2 separate regions of the Danio rerio genome follow, and region 2 is linked to region 1. The links are chromatin contacts, called in public HiCAR-type maps. All regions are on one chromosome and are shown on one strand. The core of a region is the stretch at or near the end of the contact, and the rest is flanking DNA. Distances in the headings are between cores, read along the strand shown. Region 1 holds the start of zgc:112982. Region 2 holds the start of rps6ka3b (ribosomal protein S6 kinase, polypeptide 3b).

What was found. HiCAR-type assays count read pairs that join an accessible place to other places.
Region 2: a contact with region 1 is called in a HiCAR-type map of caudal fin, with 6 times the contacts expected there. The contact joins the promoter of rps6ka3b here to the promoter of zgc:112982 in region 1. A contact is called at or near these places in 5 of 18 Hi-C or Micro-C datasets (caudal fin, embryo, hematopoietic stem cells and 1 more) and 3 of 4 datasets of contacts at active chromatin or transcription factors (caudal fin, embryo and gastrula embryo).

The regions. Positions count from the first base shown.
Region 1 is chr24:28,037,893-28,041,203 of GRCz12tu, reverse strand. It overlaps zgc:112982, which reads left to right and starts at 1,654. Exons shown (of 13, transcript NM_001430902.1): 1 at 1,654-1,859.
Region 2 is chr24:28,191,424-28,194,734 of GRCz12tu, reverse strand. It overlaps rps6ka3b (ribosomal protein S6 kinase, polypeptide 3b), which reads left to right and starts at 1,765. Exons shown (of 21, transcript NM_001083026.2): 1 at 1,765-2,034. The coding sequence starts at 1,972.

The DNA of each region.
Region 1 (3,311 bases), core at 405-2,904:
CAGTTTTAAGACAGGAGTTCATGAGTAGTTAAGGATGATTTAATGATGTTGTGCTCCTCCAAGTAAAGTGACGAAATAATTATACATCAACAGCTCATGAGTTCATGTTGGTTACATTTAGCTTAAACGCAAATGTTAATTAAACTAATTAACAACATGTACTAACAAGTAACTATGGCACTAATGTGACTCATGTTGTAGTTAAAGTTAGTTTATGATTAGCGTGCGCCTTAACTCTTCAATAATTCACAATAAAATAATGTTTCATTATTCATGTACTGTTAAAGTGTTACCCAAAAGTCCATTAAAACATTCATGAAACACGTTTACTTCTAGCAGGGTATGCTAACACAACGGAGAGCATAATGAGGGGGATAAAACAGCATCATATAGCCTCAACAAGTTTAAACCAAGCATATAGGGAACAAAGGTGGATAAGTGACTTTGAATTTCAGAAACTGTTGATCTGATGGGATTTTAATCTCAACCATCTTTAGAGCATGGTAGAATAATATTAGAGAAAAAATTACATGCTGGTTTGAGCTAAAAGAGAGACTACAGTAACTCTTTTAAATGTAAACGCACCAACATATACACAGAAAACAAAATCTATGATTGTACAAAAATGTGCCTGGTCTGGGGATGAGTCTCAATTTCTGCTGCTACATTTAATGGTATGGCCTAAAATTGAGCTAAAACAACATGAAAGCATGGTTTCAAAGTGCCTTGAATTAACTACAGTCTGTTACTGGTGGTGTGGAATATTTTCTTGGCTCACTGTACTAAACTATTTGAGATGTAAGAGCTGGGGCCTGTACCATCAAGCTGGATAGCCAGTTAAGTTTCAGTTTAGTTTGCAGCGATCTTGGGTGTAGGTATCATGAAAGCAGCGTGTCTTTAATCAGTTTTTTGTTGCCATGGTGTTATGGAGCAGCTGAGTCGCCTGCATGGTACCTAAAACCCAGAACAAAACAGAAACTAAACTGACTAGCCAGCTTATCTAGCTTCATGATACAGCCCTCTGATCTGATTTAGAGGACAATACTTTTGAAAATAAAGTTCTTTATTGTTATCGATGGTTCCGTGAGGAATATTTACCACTTGTACATCAAATTTTTTAAAAAATGTTACCCATAAGGGCATATAAGAAAAAATGTCTGTGTTCGAAAACCAACATTTGGTTGGTCACAATTCACGGTATTAACAAAGCATTAAGTAACACCACTAGCTTAACAAACTACTAAAATTATCTGTTATAAGGTGGAGGTTGGGTTTGGGAAGGATTTGGGATGCAAAATAAGATCATACTTTTTAACTAGTAAGGAACAATCATGTCTTAGATAATAAGCTAGTTAATACCTTGAATTGTGACCTAAACTATAGTTTTAAACTAAAATTAAAGTTGTTTTTTTTTTGTCATCAGATCTAATAACTTAAAAAAAAATACTTTTAAGGATTTTAACCATTTCAATTATTTTATTTAAAAACTACATAAACTAAAGACTAAGCTGTCTTTCCTTATAATAATAAAAATATACATATATTTAAAGATGTTTTTAATGGATTGCTTCTTTAGGGGCCAGTGGCTCGCGCAGGCGCTCTCGAGTGCTGCTGGTGAAAACGAGGCTTTCACTCATTCACTTCCGGCTCAATCTTGTGTATGCATCGCTAGGGCAAGTTGGTCGTGTGGTTATATTCATCTGTCAACAATCCATCCATATTTGATCCGTCGTATTGACTATGGCAATATCTCAATCTGTTATTTAATTAAATGTTCCATAGTCCGTTGTTTTCTATCGCGAGAAACTGGTATTTTGGTGGACGCATCGTCTAGCAGTTTGTGGAAGCCATCGCGCGGGGTATGTAAGGCTAATGCTAATCGATATAACATTCAAACTGTTGTTTTATACTTGATATTGTGGTTGTTTGTATGCGTTTCTCTATTCTTTAACATTTTTATTCTATTCTGGGATTGCTTAAAGTTTCTCATCCTTATTGATCGTGTTATTGCTCGGGCCTTTTAAATTTCCGAACCCTCCATAATTCTAAGAAATGTCGAGAACGCGCAGCACAATGATTAACTTAAGCTAATCTAGCACAGCGAGTTACAGTGCCATTTGGAGTGTTTTAACTGTTAATGTTATTATACATGCGCTGTGTTTTGATATTGTCTTTGTGGTTTTGTCAGATTTCGGAAAGATGTTAAACTAACGTTACTTTAGTTCAGCCCTTAATACGCTAACGGTAACGTTAGTTGTGGTAATTATTTATGTATTATTATTTCTCTTGAGTGTTATCTATTTTAACATGATATAAAATAAGTGCGTTTTTAATATCAACAGTATTTCCTACACCGCTGTTTTTCAGGCCTAAAATTATTGTTCCAATATGCGACCAAAATCTTTCGACAATGCTTGCAAAAAAAGGCATTTTAATGATAACTCGTAACTAGGGCCAGACGGAATCTGCGGGCATTTTTTGCTGTTTCTGCGCAGAATTGTGTTAAAATAATTTTGGGAGTATCATAACTAAAACCTCAATATATATGAAATAAAAAGTAATACATTTTTAACAGTTATTTATTGTTTACAATGCAAATCCAATAAGATCCACTTTATTTGGTAACAAAGCAAGTCTCTCATATAATATTCTACAAAAAGTCAGAAAATATTACTTTACAAACTTTATTGTAAATAAATCATAAATATTTTCATATTAGTCAATAATATTACTGTAATTAGTTTAAAAACAATACATTTACACAAGTTAAAAACAGAATCGATGATGGGTTAAAAATCTGCGGAATTCTGCGTGTGCAGATTCCATGTGGGCCTACTCATGACCAAGATGATTACTCAAACCTTTCTCGAACAAGGCGCTATTAAATTAGGCGATAGCACTACCTTTGGCACACTGAGTGCTTTGTTATTGTATTACAATTATAATACCATTAAATTTAGCTTAAATATCTATGTCTTAATTTTAAAAAATGCATATCAATATTTCAATATACAAGTCTTTTTCATCATATTAATAATGAATGACTAGACAATAATAGAAAATCATAGTTTCATTACAGAGAATGCGTGCAAACAACACAATTTTAAAGTTTTAATTATTTCCATGGTGTGATGTATTGTAATATTTCTAATATTGTGTTTGTCTTTAATTAATTCATGCCAAATGTCTGCTGCTAGAGTGTTACACAATGTTATTTCTTATGTTATTTATTGTAAGTTATTAATTTAAAACAGAATGTCCGTTTTTAGATGGCAAGGCAGGGTTCAAATAACCTTTTTGCTTTGTAGCGC
Region 2 (3,311 bases), core at 516-3,015, 150 kb before region 1:
TTACCAAATAAATAATGTTGTTTCTTTTTGCTATTGAACATTAAGGGAACAGTACTTTATCCCTAATGTTTGGAAACATGCAAAATGTAATGGTTCCTTAACATATATAACAGTATATATGCAAGAAAAATTTGGTTAAAATAAACCGGATATTTTGAATGCTCAGAAATACCATTTACAAAACATAATATAGCTATAATAATTATTCAGCAAAGTTTGACTTTTGAGTCCAAATCAGAGTTTAAAAAAACATGTAATGGGAACTAAAATGATTTAATTAAGGTTAAAATGTAGAACTGTAATTTGAAATTGGCTGTCTGTGCCATTGTTAATTTGGTTTGCTACTGTAAATCCTAATTTACTGATTTAAACTGAAGAATTGATCAGACTTACCAGCAGATGTCGCCCTCTCTTCACCTGCTTAAAAATGTTCAAATCACAGCTGTAAAATAAATGCCAATTCATTGGAGGCAGCCTAAATTCTTGCGTACTTTCCAGTGCATGTGTGTCATATGATGTTACCCAAAAGTGATGATGGGTTATGATGCATCAGTCTAGACACTGACTAACAACATTTACTACACGTAGCCTAATATTTAAGTGTGCCCATTGTTGGTTTCGGTGTACATGGAAAAAATGCAGTGAAATTAACATTAAAAATAACTATTAATTATTTTTCATTTATGTTTGCATATGGACAAGAAGTTAATATTTTGTGTCCAAAATTAAAGTCTGAATATGTAAAATAGTGCTATTGCTGACCAGATTTACTACTAGTTTCAGATAAAGTATAATACTGTGTAAGAATTTATTTTTATATAGGCTAAATATGTTACCACAAGGGACGTCACGGTGGTGCAGTGGGTAGCACAATCGCCTCACAGCAAGAAGGTCACTGGTTCGAGTGAATGCTAGAGTGTATGGGTGTTTCCCGGTGTTAGGTTGTGGCTTGAAGGGCATCCGCTGTGTAAAACATATGCTGGATAAGTCGGCGGTTCATTCTACTGTGGCGACCCATGATTAGTAAAGGGACTAAGCAGAAAAGTAAATAAATGAATGAACGTTACCCCCAAAAACATAGGTTGATATGCAGTGGAGTAAACTCTACTTAGAACAACTCTATTTGTGCAGAGGGATGTAAACAAAAACAATGGTCCCAACATATTTCCTGCTTTACATTTTTATTTTCTATAGCTTCTGAGAATCCAAAATAAGCCACATATTGATAAATAATGCTATGATAGCTGTTTTAACATTAAGTTATTGAAATGCCTCTTGTTACAGTTATAAAATAGTTCTAACAAGAAGGAAATGTTCATGGGCCAATGACATGACCACACTGAAATGGTATATAATTACGAGATATAGGCCTATATCATCTAGTGGTCATAAAATCCTCTCAAAATACAACATATTAATGAATAAATATGGTAGGCTACAGTTTTCTTAAAAAAGTTATCCGTATTACAAATATACAGAAAAGAGATTATAGTAAATAAACGTGATTATTATTTAAATACGTACATTTAGTCTCAAACACAGGTGGAGGAGGTAAAGGATGCATTGCGCTCTCACCTGTCCGTCTATTTGAGCGCCACAGCTTCAGCCCCGCCCTTCTGTCAATAAGTGACAAGCGCAATAGCCAATCCGATTCGTCACACTGGAAGAAGCGGAAGTGAGTAGAGCGCGTGAACGTGTGTTTTTTCTGTCAGAGGGGAGAGAGCGAGAGAGAGAGGGCGACTGGCACGAGATCAGGGGCACGGTCATTTTATTCCTATGGAAACGCTGCACTGACTGGCAGAGGTGAGCGGAGGAAAAGGTGGCGGCGCTTTTGGATGCGCAACGGATACCCAGCTTTCTTCACTCAGTGTCAAAAGCGCGGAAACAACCAGACGTAATTTCTTCAAAGTGCCTCAGAATTTCCCTTTTGAGTCTGATTTATTTAAAAAAGGAGCCTTGCAAAAAGTGAAGATGCCCCTGGCACAACTAGTTGACCCTTGGAGAAAGATGGCAATCGGGAGTGCGGCGAGCGAGGTGAGTCTCCGCTGCATTCACAGGTTTAAATCGCTGACATGTTCATAATATAAGCAGCACTTCTGTTTTTGACGCCGTTTCGTTTCTGTGTGGCGTTTGTGTACAACCTGTTCCAGATCTCTATCTGTATATCCGATGTTGGGGATTAGCGGTTATAGCGTGTGACCCGTGCGCGTAAATGCTTTTAAAACGATCCGCATGTCAAAGGCCTTTCACATTTTTTGACTTGTAGTTACTTTGGAAGTAGCATGCGAATTCATATTGTATGATATGTTTTGTTAATGGACTTTAAAGTTTTGATGAATGAGACTACAACGTAATGTTCGTGGATCTCAATCTGATTCGTGCTGATGATGACAGTTTGGTGGTGATGAATCTGTTCATCTTTAGAATGAATCTTTGCTTTGTCACCGAGAAATGTAAATTTAGTTAACACTGAACTTTAAAATATTTTTTTGAACTAAAGAAGGAAGAAACTGCCATAAATTGTCATACAGAAACCCTTTAAAAAGTAATTGTGTAACAATAGTTTATAGTAGATGGCAAGAAAATCTGATGACAAGTCATTTTAAATAAATACAGTGCTCAGCATACTTAAGTACAGCCCATTTTAAAAATGGGATATTTGTATCCATTTCCAATAAATTTTGGTGCATTTAAACAAATCAGATTTATTAAACGGATATATTTATCAAAATAATATTTTAGTCATCAAACATGTTTAGAAATTGAAATAAAGCACAATTAAAGCAAACAAATTATTGCAAAAAAGAAAAAAGAAATTACAACCTACAAAATGTCAACCAAATTAAAAAAAAACTATTTATTTTTGCATTTGTATTTAATATTTTTCTATAACATAAATTTGGGTGTACTAGTTTTTGGACTGTTATCGTAAGTTATTTTGTTAGATAAGCTCCAGATTTGGCTTCTAATGTAACGACTAATCTAATGTATATGCACAAATATAATAATGTATGGCTTTCTATCAAAAATATTAATTTAAATGATTGACTTGTAAATGCTGAGCTATTTTGCCACTATCCTATAAAGCTATAGGTTTTACTCAAGAAGTGTTTAGTGATTTAAAATCAAAATGGATCTAAATTTATTTAATCACTTCTATGTATCAGGTCAGAATGTTTCATTTGAACTTAAAACAACTGTTATGCTGAATGATGAAGTAATGTTATGTCAACCAAATATTTTGTCAACCAAATGTTTTATTTTTCGCTAAAGTTAATGTCTTTGGATACAGGATCATTCAGAAGAGTTCC